Linked DNA regions of Bombyx mori: region 2 is linked to region 1. Evidence: chromatin contacts called from public Hi-C data. All regions are on one chromosome and are shown on one strand. The core of a region is the stretch at or near the end of the contact, and the rest is flanking DNA. Distances in the headings are between cores, read along the strand shown.

Region 1 (7,816 bases), core at 2,247-4,746:
TTGCATAAGTCAGTTATTACTTACAAAGAAGCATTATATTTATAGTTTTAAAATAAAATATATATTTTTTGGATTGAAGTAAACTTACCTCCTTAGTGCAAATCTGGAGGGACCATAATGTTACAGAAAAGACGCCAAGAATTCGTAGTCATACGATTGTGCTGTGTTCGATCTTTGGGTACAAATTTTGTTGTCTTGTGGGTAGGTACTATTTTTAGCACGCTTTTATTAGCTTTGTATGTATGTATCTTAGTGTGTTTAGTTTCATGTAAAGGAATCATTGAACATAATTTTCATCGGCTTCAACATTTCCAAATAACTTTAAAATTTGCACACGAATCAAGATTTTTTTTTTTTTTTCCTACCTGTTCTGAGAGCCTTGAGAGGCTATTTCAGCGTAACCCTAACGTTTGTAGGTGAGCTCACGGGGCTCAAACCTGATGACGTTGCTAACACGAACCCTAGCAAGAGCCGTGCTTCGCAGAATCTACCACCGGATCGGAAACGCGACCCACTGAGAAGATACGGCGAGAAACTCAGTGGGCTGTGTCTGAGAGTTAATTTACTCGTCGAGCCCTTCGTCGCAAGCGACGGGTTCGACGAGAACGGTGATCGGTGCTTGAAGTACCTAAAAGCACCGTTAGTGGATCGGGAGGATCCGAGATGACGTGTTTTGGGCGACGTCGACTGCTTTCCATTCTGTCCGCAGGATCGGGAATGTAGTTACCGGCGGCCACGATGAGGGTTCTCGTGTCGTGCCGCTTTATCGAAGTGGCGCATCGACGCCGACTGTAGATACTTACTGATGGACTCTAAGTCCAGGTCGTCATGGAGGTCGACGTTCCTGACGAACCACGGGGCTCCGACGGCTATCCTGCAAAAACGGGATTGAATAATTTGGAATGATTTTAAGTGAGTGCGGGCCGCGTGAGCGAACACCACACTTGCATAGGTCATGACGGGGCGTATGCAAGTTTTGTAGAGTGTCACCTTATTTCTAAGGGACATTTTACTTCGCCTACATATCATCGGGTAGAGACGTCCTAGAATGAAGGCGGCACGGTCGCGTACCGTCTTGATGTGAGGGCGGAATGTCATCCTACTGTCGAGGGTGACGCCTAAATATTTGACCTTCGGGGCCCACGGTATGGGCTGGTCGAACATCGTGATTGGGCGAATGGCGGGAGCGGAGGTGTTGACGCGCCTAGTCGGGAGAGGGATGCTCAGCGTGGTGTTCGGAGGGCGACCCCTTTTGAAGAGCACCGCTGTGCTTTTCGTGGGGTTGATGTCGATGCGCCACTTCCGGAACCACTGTCCCATGGTGGTAGCTGCGGTCTGAAGTCGTCGATGAAGCAACGCCTTCTTCCTACACGAGTAGTAGATGGCGGTGTCATCGGCGAAGAGCGCCAGATGGGTCTCCGGAGACCGGGGTATATCATTGATATACAAACTAAATAGTAACAGGGAGAGGGCGGAGCCTTGCGGGACTCCGGCTGTGACGTGACGGGGCCGGGAACGCGTTCCCTCGACTCGATATCGGAACGAACGGTTCGACAAGTAGTCTCGTATGATGAGCACGAGTCTGTCTGGCACTCCCATGTTATACAGTTTGTATATCAAACCGTTGTGCCAGACTTTGTCGAACGCCTTCGCTATATCGAAGAAGAGGGCTCCTGTCGGAATGGGACGAATCAAGGACCGACGATAATACTTATATACCTACGTTATACATACGGCCTGAATAGTTACAACATTAAAAAAGAGGTGAAATTAATTGTTACTTAGCGTAAATAGCAAACTAATTGCTATTTAGGTAAGCGTGTTTTTAAGTTTATAAACTACATATTTTAAGTAATTATGTGTCTAATTCGTTCACCAAATATTCACAGGACGCAGCAACGCGTCATTAATTAAACCCGCAGAGTTAAGAAAATGTCTAATATGATAATTATTTGAAATATTTGATTTAGGGACAGATTTTACAAAATTGACTTTTATTTTATGTTATTGTGTGTTTGCTTTTTATAATGAATTACGGGTTCAAGAAATATAAACTTACTAAAACGACAAGAATTTATGCTTAGGTTAGAAAATTAGTCTCTTATTTTACTTTCGGTTTGATGCAAGAAGAATTGGTCAACAAATATGTTTCCAGTTGAAAAACCAAAACACTGGTAAGTTTCTGAATTAACGTTGAGGTCAGCAGATATCTTAAAACAAGCTACTCTTTCTAAAAGTAAAACTAAATCTTATTGAAATAGGTACCTAACTTCATTTTTTTGTTGCTCTTTCTTCTGTAATGATGATAAGGGTCTGATGTTAACATACTTTTCATATGTACTGAAGAATTGTTTTATAGGTAACAAGCCATAAGTAATTTTAGAGTTTATAGACGATTGGATTTATATTCTGCTAAATTAAATTTGTCATTGACAATAATTTAATTTGTATTTACAACATCACCATTGCAACAGCTTCAAATGAATTGGGTCAGTTGCACGCATTGTATTTTTTAAACAATGTCAATAGATGGCGTACTCAGTTAAGGTGTTTGGTTGGTTGAGCAAAAAAACAATTTTCGATGCGAAAATCCATTAATATTTTAACAAGCTCATTCCATTTATAAAATATTAATACTTAAAATGTTTAGTTTTAAAAAAAAGTAAAAAAGCTTTAACCTTGAATTGTTACGGTGAACAACGCCATCTGTGAAAAATAGGTTCTAACTAACGTACTGCTTCGAGTGTTTTTCTTGAAGAGTGCGCTACTTGTTTCCGGAATGTGCAACACTGATACTGTTCTTTTATTCATCTTTATATTTTATAATTTGAATATATTATTCAGTATTAAAAAAATATCAACGAAAATTTCTTTAAGAAATATTAATAGTTTAACCAACGGAAACTAAAATCGTATTTTTAAATAAAGTGATTCGTGCAGTCAAACTCATAAAAATTGACCTACATTTGGAGCCCTTGTGAAAGGATTGTGCAATAGAAACGGTCATTTATTACACAACAGAGTGTATTCATAAGCATACGTATTCATTTAATATTATTTTCATTTATAATTGCGCTTGTAGTTTTTTCAGAAATAAATATATTAAGCACATTCAAATTGAAATTTGTTATAATTGATGATATTAATACACATTATATCGTTTATAATATTATATTTCATAAATAATATTTTAAAGCAATTATTTATCCCTAAAACGGGCTATGACACATATTTATTTCAAATTAGGTTAATTTCTCGCTGCCCTTTACCGACTTATTTCAATGTCAGTCATCAGTACAGTAGCTCCATTGAATCAGAGTTATGTCGGTCGGAATATCAAAGTGTAAGTGAAGTGGCCTAGAGACCTACATTTTGTTTTTGAAACGTAAAATCGCTTTATGGACGATTTTTTAAATAGAATATTTCCCTAGACACCTAATATATATCGTAGAATTTGTAGGCGATAAAATACGGTCGCCTCGTCAGATTATTCGTGTATAATGCACGAAGACGCTCCAAAAATGAGTATAGCGCAAAGTCTGGCCGCCTCCACGAGCCAGCCAAAAGGTGATATCGTTACAGAAATTCCCCTGGAATTCGCCATGAGCTCTATGGAGACAAAATCTATCGAAACAACCAACGTGGAGTTGAAAATTACCTACGTAGATCCTACAACTGGTAAGTTTTCATCGCATTCTAGAATTATCAATTCTATCTTTTCGTACCAGTCTGTAGCAAAGGCGGATATAGCGGAAATTCAGTCATTCAGTCTTATATCCGTCTAATGAAGCATGCACTTTTAATGACTTTCGTAAACATTTTCTAATTGAAAGCTTATATCTACTGTCTTACCCTTATTAGAACTTAAAATTTTAATAGGTATGAGAAAAATAAATTTATGCGTCACATTTTGTGAACATATTGCTTTTAGTGAACATTTAAATTGGATTCCGCTAAAAGTTATAGGGATATGAGGCCTGGACCAAAACTCAAATATTTTATCATTCAAGACAAGTGTTGTATAATAACGCATACATATATATGTATGTAGATACAATGTGTTGTATGCATTGTAGAGGCTACCTGCTCGTACGCTCGGCTGCACGGTGTGGCAACGTCGCATTTGTTTTTTGCGTTATCCTGCGATAGAGTTAGCTGTGTGGAACAGAGTTTTAATAAGTAGTTACTGAATAACAGTGGCTCACGGAACGTGTTTTAAGAATAGTATGAATGTATAATTAGCTTCCACATTGCGGTGAATATTGTCAAATAGTGATGTTGAACGTTTTGTATGCAATGGACGGTGCGTCCACGCATTTTGGTTTCGTTCGGTGTCAGTAGGGCACGTTTGCTTGATTCTGTCAGTACAGATGTCAGTAATGGCTTCGTGAATTACATCAATCAAAGATCTTCGAATACTTGCTGGTCAACATTGACTTAATAGACACCTAAACAGACAGAGTCACCTATACTCATTAAATATTTGATAAAGCTCTAAGGAAATCGAAGTAATAGTATGTTGTAGAAAGATTAAACCCGGTTATATAGGTACGTCAAGCTTGAATAAATTGGTACGTTCGGTTTCTGAATGAAACCATTTTAAACTGCTTTTTTTTTCAATGTATTCTGAATCTGAGGAACGAAAAAGAGCTAATGAACTAATAATGAGATTTAGACAATCGCATGCTCACAATTTCGTATGAGTTTTAAAGGAACAAACAGAACTTAATTGATTGTCAACAGACTTGTTTGAATCTAACAGCTCATGTTGAGTTCAAGCGGTTACTAAAAACTCTATAAATGAGTCTACTATTATCAAAGCCGGCAATGTGACTTTTGGACAATTATTGGTAAATCAGAAAAACGAATTATTGACTTTGTATTCCATTGGCAGTCACAAAACTCTTCTGAACGACATCTTAGATAAATAACAGGTTAACTATTAACCTTTATTTAATGCAAGTTTTGAACCGTATTCTTTAAAGGAGACTATTATATTCAAATCAATCTGTATTGACATATCAATAAAAAGTTTTTGTCCAAATGCACAGATTGCCACCTTTGATAATAGACAACTCAAATATAATGTAGTGATTAGTGTCCACAAGTGCACATAATTAGCTTAAAGACGAACACTGTCAGACCTCCCTCAAGGCCCGAGCCAACGAACGGCTTACAAAGTTCACGACAAGTGCACCGATAGAGAATCTATTTGCAATTTCATTATCATGTAATAATGTACATATTGCGCCGACATTCAATATACAATATAAACACTAAGCTTTACGCTACATTGATATTTTGTTATCAAAAACCGTAGATCAAAGATGAGTAGGAGTAGGTTTTGGGTACACATAAAAATTTTGAAGCTATGAAATCGTATCTTTCATGATTAATCATACCACATTATCACCTATCTATTTAAAGTATCGATACTAAAATCAATGTTGATATCGCTTTTAAGTATTTAGGTGGCTCTAAATAAAGAGACATGAAACACTACATATAAATTGAATGATTTCTCGTTGGGATCGTAGACAAGAAAATCGTAATTATCAGTCGCTACTTGGTGCTTAGCTGTTTTAGCTTAGCTGAAACGTTACTTTGTTATTGTCTTGTGGTCGTTGTTGTATTACACTTCGGAGTTTCTAATACGGAAAGCGATGCTGAGATGAGGTGCAAGTTATAAATACGTTCTTTATCATGTTCTGCTCACTATTGAAATACAAATCAGCGCAATTGTTGTGTATTCGCCTTCTTATTCAACATTTTTAAACCCTAAACTAGTTAGCGCTACGTAGTTTTTTTTTAAAACATATCGGACTTGAAAGTGATAATCGTCGAATTGGAAACACTTGGCGCCAGCGGTCTGTGAAAAACACAAGACTGTAAATTAAAAAAAAAAGTGTGTGTGTCCGCTCCGACGCACGACTGGAGTTTACTGGATATAAAAAATTAAACGAAACAATACGAGAAATAGTTCTATATTACGACAACACGATACACTACAGATTATTAACAAATTAACGAGACACAAAACAAACGACTAACAAATATATGAAAATACAATAATGAGAGAAACGCGCGATCAGTACGAGGCTTTGTGGCGGACTGCCGGCGCAGCAGCCCGGCGTCACCTGCAATAACGCGGCCGCGCGTTGTCTCCTGATTGGCGCGCGCACGCATCACGCAATCAGGAGCCAATCAGGCGCATAACGCATTTCGTGTGACATGCTAGTACGATTTTGATTGGCGCGCGCACGCATCACGCAATCAGGAGCCAATCAGGCGCATAACGCATTTCGTGTGACATGCTAGTACGATTTTGGTCCCCATAATTTTCATACCCCGGGCCTATATATGTAAATCGATTCTAAAGGAGTAAACTCCAAAAAAAACAGTGCTAAGTGACCTTTTTAAATCCCACGCCGATATAAGACAGTCGGTAAAGTAATGATGAATCGCGACTAAGTACTGGAACAATCTCAAGAAACTTCATTCAGACTACTTAAGCGGAATCCTAGCATCTCTGACTAAATGTGGAATCTTAACTCTGTGTTCAGATTTCACTAGAGGGCTTTTGCCAAGACGAAATCTGACCACGTTACCGAAATTGGCGGGCGGTTACAAATCTAACAATCTGAAAGTCGCGCTTTCTGGTCCCACGCCAAGGCTGCCGAGAGCAACTTTGGACGATCCAATCTACCGCCACTGATGATGACGGTCTGGCTTTTGGACATGGAACCCAAGTGACCGTTGATGCCTACCGTTCCACACCATAATCGATAGAACTGCCATTATATAATAAGGTACGGTGTTCTTTCTCATGCTTTTCATCAGGCATATCAATGATATTCTGTCCTGGGATGGGATGCGTCTGGATGATACAGTTTACCAATCATCAGAGTGTATTTCAGCGCATGATTTTAGGACACGATCAAAACTCGTGTTTAAAGTGGAGATCTCTTTTGGGCCCGTTCTTTGAATAGGTCAATTGAAATTGGTTCCATTCAATTCATTGATGCAGGAACAGTTGTTCATTCATGTTTTCTCCTACCTATTCGTTGGTAGCTCAAGAATATTTTCCAGATACGCACGGACAGGTCGAAGAGTTCACGGGCTCAACCTGATTATAATAATTATGATAATTTGCTAACACTAGCCCTAGCAAGAGCAGTGCTTCACAGAAACTACCACCGGATCAAAATCTGGATCCACTGAGAGGATCCGGCGAGAAACTCAGTGAGTATACGTTCATTGCGCAGAACTCCTTAGCGCGCCGCAATTCCAAAGAGTAGGTATCCTATTCTTTCATTACTACTTCTTCATTTAATTATGGAACTTTTTCTGTCAGTTTAAAATCAAGGTTAGAAAATATTTCTAAGCGTAAGTATCGTCGCAGCAACGACACAAACCACAGCTGCAACGAAAAGAAATAACCGAAGCACGCTGACGTCCATAAGCTTCGTTAACCACATACTGCCAGTTCCAGTCCGTAAGCATGTCTGTTTACAAAGGCAGAAAGTTACGAAGATTAAAAAACAGGATCGTAAAGGCAATCACTATTTTAAGGCAATTTTGACTGTTTCATCGAATCTGAAGTGTTTTTTTTTAATAACAAGTAAAGACTCCCAGAAGGATTTATAAGGAAGGATGATTATCTAATCAGTAGAAACAAGGTATATAGTTTCTAGTCGCAGCTTCTTTAATTTGGCGCATTGATATCGTACATGGTGATGTCGAGCGTTATCCTGTAATAGTGGCTTAGAGCCACAGACGTGTCTCAGTTATTGAATGATGTGATTTTTCATCATCG
Region 2 (7,816 bases), core at 3,614-6,113, 77 kb after region 1:
TATTTTCAAATTAATTATTAATTACACACACAACTTATTTAATTTTATAGTTAATGAAATGAGAGTGTGTTTTTATGTTGTAAAATAAGAAATGAGAATAATATTATCGTAGGTGCCTAGGTAGTTTAGATATGTATGTATGTAAATGTAATTGTTTTCTTTAAAAGTTCATAATTTCAATTGTTTTCATTTAGTGTTTGTTTAGTGGTTAGTTAGTGCGTATGGGACCCATAGATATCATAACGTGTATGTTTGATATATGAAGAATCCATTGCGCATCAGAAAACAGAAGGCTGATACCTAAGCCGTGCGGGCTTACAATTCGTCACATCACTACTGAAAATTAACACATCCAAGTTAACGTCAGCCTTAAATTCAGCATTTATTAATATTGTAATGGTTACTTCAAAATTTAAATTTAGAGAACCCAAATAAAATAATATTAGAGTACATAGTGATGAACAAAAACTTGCCTACACATGTGTACTCAATATATTGCTATTTGTTCCACTGCGCAACAAAGCCGAGCCGGGTAGGGCAAGTAGAATGGCGAAGAATAATGACGGTTTTTACATGGACCGCTGACCGCAGTGTGGACAGAGTTTTACGTAACTCAAAGTTATTATGATATAAATTATTGCAACTACTGTTCGGAAATTCAGATACTTAAAACATGAATTATGTATTCACGAACTCGTACCTACATAACGTGAACAACTAACAACAATAATTAAACCCATTTAAGATATAGAATGAAGGACTTGATTAAATTAATTTTAACGCTCTTTGGCGTAGGGCGTAGGGCTTTGTTATACAAATGCGATGCAACTAATTCCAGCTTACACCGTCTTTTGTCTCTTTCGATCGTGTTTGAAGCCGACTTTCAATGCAGAAGACAACGTGCCGTAACCATTCCTAAGTTTCCACCGCGCTTATTAAATAAGGCCACTAATGTTTATAATGGTATTATTATGCAAGGTATCTAAACGATACGATTGTGAATCTAGTACTGTAGGGGTCACGCGTTCAGAGCTAGGACAGATGTTAAGTCACAATAAAAACGCGCGCGCCAGCCGACTATTTCGGCGCGCTGCCTTGACCTGAATAGAGTGTTTCGACAGAGCGGCCTCGCACACCGGGCCTTTCTATTTTTTAGGCATTACCTGTCGTATTATTACGACATTTCTACGAGTGCCGCCATCTTAGAAGGATTTTTGTTGCGCTTCAAAACCGTTTGTAATAGCAGAAATAAACCAGTTTCCCTATGTTTAACATAAAATGTGTCATTGTAGGGTTTTTAGTTTTTAACAAAATCTCCAATACGTTCAATATATTGTGTATACATGGAGTAATCAAATGCAAAATCTTTAAATACTGTTAGTGGCAAAGATCCACTTGGACTCTAATAAGACCTAGTTAAAAATTCCAATCGTATTATATGAAAGATCTTGACATAGTTGGGCGGATCATCACGGTTGATGATTTAACAGTGTTGTGTAATGGTGTAATGATCGTCGACGTAGGTATCTCAACGCGCGATCGTATGCGTGCGGGTGTTCGGCAATAATCGGCCATCACCGGCTTCATTCGTACGGTGAGGCGCGGAGTGCGGGGTGAGCACTCCGCCAGCCTTGACCAAGTTTCACCGGCTCGTCGGTACAAGGAGCGATCCCCACCTCTTCCCGTCCTTTCAGTACATACTATTTTTTATCTCGTTGACACGATTACTTCATTTGACGGCCCTGACGCGTATGCCAAGGTCATATTGATGATCATGCAGCCTAAAATTTCTGAGATTGTTTAAATTAAACACCCATTATAAAGTTTTGGCTGTAAAAGAGGCAAGGATACCGTTCGATTTTGCGTGACCTCGTTCCCAAGATAGACCTTGACCCATCTCTGACAATTGGGCTACAGGCCACAAATAACATCAGAATGCGAGGTGAACACAAACGTATGTGTCTATTTCGGCCCGAAGTCTATTTGTCACAGAGACGTATGTTTTTGATTTGTAAAAATGACCTTGACCTTGATCTAGTTTAGCTTAGTAATAAATGACTGACCTCGTTTACCGCATTATCGACTATCATAGTATATTCATTCGTTTACAATATTATGAGTTATTAATAAAATACTACTACATATCAATAAACTCTCAGCTGTGTCTATGATACGAGAAACGACCAATGCAGATTTGCGTTAAACGAATAATGAAGACCTATTAATAGGTTTTTTATTAATGTTTTAAAAACATTTGTAAGTTTATGAACAACGTACTAAAACACCGCGATGCATATTGACTCTTTTTTACTGACTACAAAAATAAATGTTGTTGCATTTAAACGTATTTTATGCTTACCAATAATTTGTGGTTCGTTGTTAACGTGTTTTAAATTAAAAATAAATAGTTTTAAAATTTACATGTTACTATTTAACCGCAAAATACCCATTACGATTTTGTTCATTTTTGACATTGCCATAATAAATTGCACACTATTCTTCTTAACAAGTGGTAATTAGTAAAATGATAAAAACATAACATTAAAACGAAAATTATTGATTGGTGGTGGGAGTATTACGGATGTTTACTTTTTGTGTAATCCTTAATAATTAAGAATACTTTTTTTTAAATTATTACATCGCAACTTAATTTTGCCACTTCAATTTAATTAGTCTGTATAAATAAACAATGAGTTCAACAGAAATTTACCTTACTGGAACTCTGAATCTCTGTTAAGTTAAGTTGGTTTATTATAACTAAATAACATTCATTCAAGACCAAACATTATTTTTGTCCCATGGAAATTGAAAAAATCTGATTTAGATTGAAAGTAATTTCTGTGACCATATTGAAATACAGTACTATGAGTTTATTTATACACATTAATTAAGTTATACTAACTTATGCATTGCAAATATATTGATTTACAAAATATTGGAACCCCTACATATCGTACGAAATTGCATTTTGTCAAACCTTAATCCTAATACTCATAACATAAGTAAGCATTTAAATATAATTTATCATTCAAGAAATGTTTAACATATAAAACATAAACTCACAAACATTCCACACTCATAGAAGCAATTTTTATTATCTCTTAGTAAATGTTATCGGTCTCAAAACGAATTATTATAGTACATTTTCAATCATTATTGTTTTTAACATAGACTAACTGGCAAATGTAAAGTTTATTTCTGTTAGTGAAAAATCCAACAAGATTTATTCAAAAACTAATTAGAATCTCAATACCTACATGAGAGTCTGGTTTGCAGTACAAAGCCGGCTGGCTGAATCGCACATAGCAATGCTTTAAATCCGTTACACATTCCATCTCTGTTTAACCTTTAAAGAAGCCCTACAATCTATCCTTATCGCACTATGCGCGTTAGCCACTCTTACAATAAAAACTGGTTGTTATTTTTAACTCGTGGGTTGGACGATTCTGCTATTCACTGAAAGCCCCTTCGCTTCCAGGTTCAATGCTGTTCAAGTCTATACTTGCATTTTATAATGTAGTATGTATGTAGTAATTCTTTAGGTTCTTTAGGTAGTAATTCTGTAGTAACGCTTTCACAATAAAGCTGAAATATTTTGATTAATTGTGCACAGGGCACAAATATAATAACCGATGACTAGGTACTAAATTATTTTGTATTTGGGAAATATCTCAGAAAGTTAGCACAGTTTGATTTATTTAATTAAATTACGAGATTAAATTCAAGACACAATGATTTGTTAAAAAAAATGCCATGATTTCGTTTTGTTAACGTGTCCCGAATCAATCACTTAATATTTAACGGAACTGATAAAATATCACAAACTTTACTACAATCACTATATGTGTTATCTTTTTATGATTTTCAGCGGTTCGAGCAGATCGTATGCGCGGTGGTCGCAATAAATTTGGCCCTATGTACAAACGAGACCGTGCCCGTAAACTACAAATGATGCGTCAGCGACAAATCGCCGTTCAGACTCTGCGCGGTTCTCTAGGGGATGGTGGATTAGTCCTTGGTTTTGGTTCTCCGTACACAGCTGTATCCGTTAAACAAGAGATACAGATTCCGCAAGTATCATCATTGACGTCCTCGCCTGAGTCGTCGCCGGGACCAGCGCTCCTTGGGGCTCAGCCACAGCCGCCGCAGCCACCTCCACCACCAACTCACGACAAGTGGGAAGCCCACTCACCACACTCGGCGTCGCCGGATGCTTTCACGTTCGATACACAATCGAACACCGCCGCTACACCATCCAGCACAGCCGAAGCTACTAGCACTGAAACTTTACGAGTTTCTCCAATGATCAGAGAATTCGTACAAACCGTCGATGACCGCGAGTGGCAGAATGCACTGTTCGGACTCTTACAAAGCCAAACATATAACCAGTGCGAAGTAGATCTCTTCGAGTTAATGTGCAAAGTGCTGGACCAAAATTTATTCTCTCAAGTGGATTGGGCAAGAAACACAGTGTTCTTTAAGTATTTAAAGGTGAATTATTTTTATTATTACTTTTTACACAAACAGGTGAAGATTGAGACCACCTGATAGTAGGGAATCCGTTATCCAAAGACCAAATCAAGACCTCCGGACGCAATGAGAGCCTGATCAACAGTAAACATGCAGATAAGTATGAATTATCCTAACCCAAATCCTTAAACCATATCCTGGTGTACACCAAATTGCTGGCGAATATGTAGCTTTGCGATGCTGTGCTATAAGTTTGTTTGATTTATTGATTAGCTCTGCGAATGTTTATAACAATTTGTCTAATAGTTTGCGCTCATTACTGGGTGACTGTGTGAGTAAGGGGCGCGTGTGACGCAGTGGGCGACGCGGTACCTCTCGCAATCGATACACCGCGCTGTCCGCGCCACGCCGCACCAACTGGGTCAAGTTCCCACGACAAGCGTGCCGCGGTGCCGCCTTCTAATACATACTCCCTTACTTTTCTTTTCCGAACTTCAAACATGTTTACAAAATTAGAATGATATATTTCTCAAATTAAACTTCGAAAGCTTGGTATTTCTGTAGTACCAACGTTTCTTGCGCTACTATAGAATATTTAGTGAGAAAAAAATGAACCATCACCGAAATCAGAAATAACTGAATAAAAAATATTAAATTCGTTCTATGGCACAATAAGTTTGTAAGTCTAAGTGGGGACAATCAATTTATGAGGTGTCATAAATGAGTTCAATCAATCAGTAGTAGATGTCAATCGACGAAGAAACAGAACAGTGGTGGCAATGGCAGCCACACTGGTCGTCGTACGCTTACGCAAGAGCCGCAGTTCTATCACGTGGGAGGGCGACGTTGCCGGTCTGAGCAAATATTCTCGTCTCTTTCTAGCAGATATAAACTCTTCAACTAGTAATTTTTGTTTGTGCTAAAATGACGCGTCTTATTTACGATCTTTCTCAGAATCGAGACGACGACGGAACTAAGTGCTATTTACATGCGTTTACGGAAATTCGATGTTTTCCTTTGCAACCCATATAAACTATATATATATAGGTCAATTTCACATTCCAAAAGATATTGAAATGATACCAAGCGTTGCCGGTGAAAATGGGGTCATAACGAATTTAATAATTCAAGGGGGAAGATGTTGATGACCTAAGCTTTCTCCAGACAAACGTGATGTAACGATGCAGGCATGCGGGGCGGCAACGCTGCACTTTCGTCGTCGCACTTGACACAGTGCCCGTGGCCGACTTGCCGCGAGAAAGCACTTTTTACCACATAGTGTAACCGATAGCTACGGAAACGTAACGAGTTGCGTGGCCTTTCTTCGCTTTCTCTTACATAATGTCTTACAAATTACGTTTGATCATATAACAAAGCCGTGAACTTGAATAGAAGAACGACTTTTCAAGTAATAATTTGATTATTTTTCCACGGTAATTTTAGGGATTTTAAATATGTAAATTAACCTCATTCTATTTTCGTATCTCGTAATCAGTATCAACATTAAATTTAAAAAATCCATTAAACCAAACCCCAATTTAAATATACATCGCGATTCACATACATTTTCTAGAGGTAAAATTGTTTTTCAACAGTCATGTTTTATTGTGACACAATTTCAATGATAAAATTTACCATTTCGCCTTTCACTTTCGTGATCGCGTCATTCTCCTGTAGTCTAGATATTAGTCAAGCCTTGATTTCGACATTACTAATAACTGAGTGAGACCAGTCATTAGAGCGACTAAATTTACGCTCCACAAACCTTAAATTTCAATTATCGATTCAAATGTAACATAACCTGTAACATTTAATTTTTGGAACTCGGATGCTAGTCACACTATGGCAACATTAAATAATACCTCTAAAGCGTTACAATAGTAATATCTAAACTAAAACTTTCGATAACAATTTCCTTTAATTTTAATATTTCCTAGATTTGCCAGTTTTGAATAATATTTTTTTTTGTTTTTATATTCGCAAAGTACTTTACAATTCTCTACCGTACTAAATGTCAAAATATTGCCATAATCTTTGAGAAATGATTGAGTTCGCTTACCGATTGAACAACTTGATTACATCGGATCGATCCATCGCGTTGAGCAAGCAGTGCACGATGTAGCAACACCTTCGAGATCTAAAATTTAGTTGTAACACATTTCGTAAACGACAAATTTGACGGGCTCGCACACTATCCATTTTTTCTCACGTAATTTTATAAAAATAGGGTACCGAAACACACAAAAACAATTAACGGCGTATTAAAAAAAAACTATTGTGTGCCAGTATTTTTATTTGAAAATTAAGAATTTTAAAGTTAAGAAATAATTTTCGTATTTAAATTGAGTAACTACTCAAGTGCTCGATGCTGTGTTCACAACTGTTCTTGCACTCTTAAAAAGGAATTGTATTTATGTTTTATTGTTGAATGTATACACATCTAATCTTTCAATACATCTAAAATAACATCTAGTCACATCTAAACTTCAGACTTCCCACTAAGAAAATTGAAACCGATCTATTCTAAAAGATAAATGCTAGCGTGTCTAGTACTAATACCGGCTGTCCCGTACATATTATTGTTATGTATAGTAGATAATAAGTTTTTCATAATACGTTAAAAGCACAAAAAATACGATTCATCTGACTGATGACTCTTTAATTTTTATTTTGAGTGAGTCCGATTCAGCCACGTTCCGCTATCCACTTACTGATTTGTTGAATCGCGCCACCTATTGTGCGTCGATGGTACTATGTAATTGATACTCGAACGAACATACAAACATAAAACCAAAATCGACAAAAGTAAACAAACGGTAATTTGGATATATTTAAACACTAAGTAATCTTTTTTGTGGATATGAAAACTGAACTTGCAGATACCCATTCCTTCAAAATACTCACACAAATGAATGCCATGACTGTTTTTTTGAAAATAATAAAAAAATCCATATAAACATTTAAGCTTCCAAGAAACAAATCAAATTTTAACATTTATTTGAACACACCTCTTTATTAGTTTCTAAATGCAAATAATTATGCGAGTAGGTACTGAAATGTACCAAGTATAACAAACTATAGCACCAACATTGACTCGTTACTTGTAAAATTCTGGTGACCACATGCTGGCGTGTTTATTTTTGGACTCTTAAAATATATTTACTTGGATACTGAATTTAGTTTACTTCTTTTGCAAAACTGGATGACATATCTTCACGGCCACGGATTATATCTGCATATTATTTCCCAGTTGAAAAGTGATTTGTTTATTACGATGTTTTACTTTTAAATTTTTATCACCTGTGGATGGTTCATTTTTAACTCGGTGTTTCTTTATGAAACGACA

What was found. A called contact is a pair of places that touch in the nucleus more often than the background predicts.
Region 2: a Hi-C map of midgut shows a contact between it and region 1, with 3 times the contacts expected there. The contact joins the enhancer-like site here to the promoter of Ftz-f1 in region 1. A contact is called at or near these places in 6 of 7 Hi-C or Micro-C datasets (middle silk gland, midgut, posterior silk gland and 1 more).

What each region holds. Positions count from the first base shown.
Region 1 is chr1:11,217,271-11,225,086 of ASM3026992v2, forward strand. Ftz-f1 (nuclear hormone receptor FTZ-F1) reads left to right here and starts at 3,497. Exons shown (of 7, transcript NM_001044063.3): 1 at 3,497-3,678. The coding sequence starts at 3,501.
Region 2 is chr1:11,293,313-11,301,128 of ASM3026992v2, forward strand. It overlaps Ftz-f1 (nuclear hormone receptor FTZ-F1), which reads left to right. Exons shown (of 7, transcript NM_001044063.3): 3 at 3,869-4,491. Among protein-coding and RNA genes, the nearest start is that of LOC732961, 20 kb to the right of the region's middle. Within about 2 kb of position 4,864, at least 8 of the 8 cell types and tissues checked have open chromatin away from gene starts, as enhancers often do.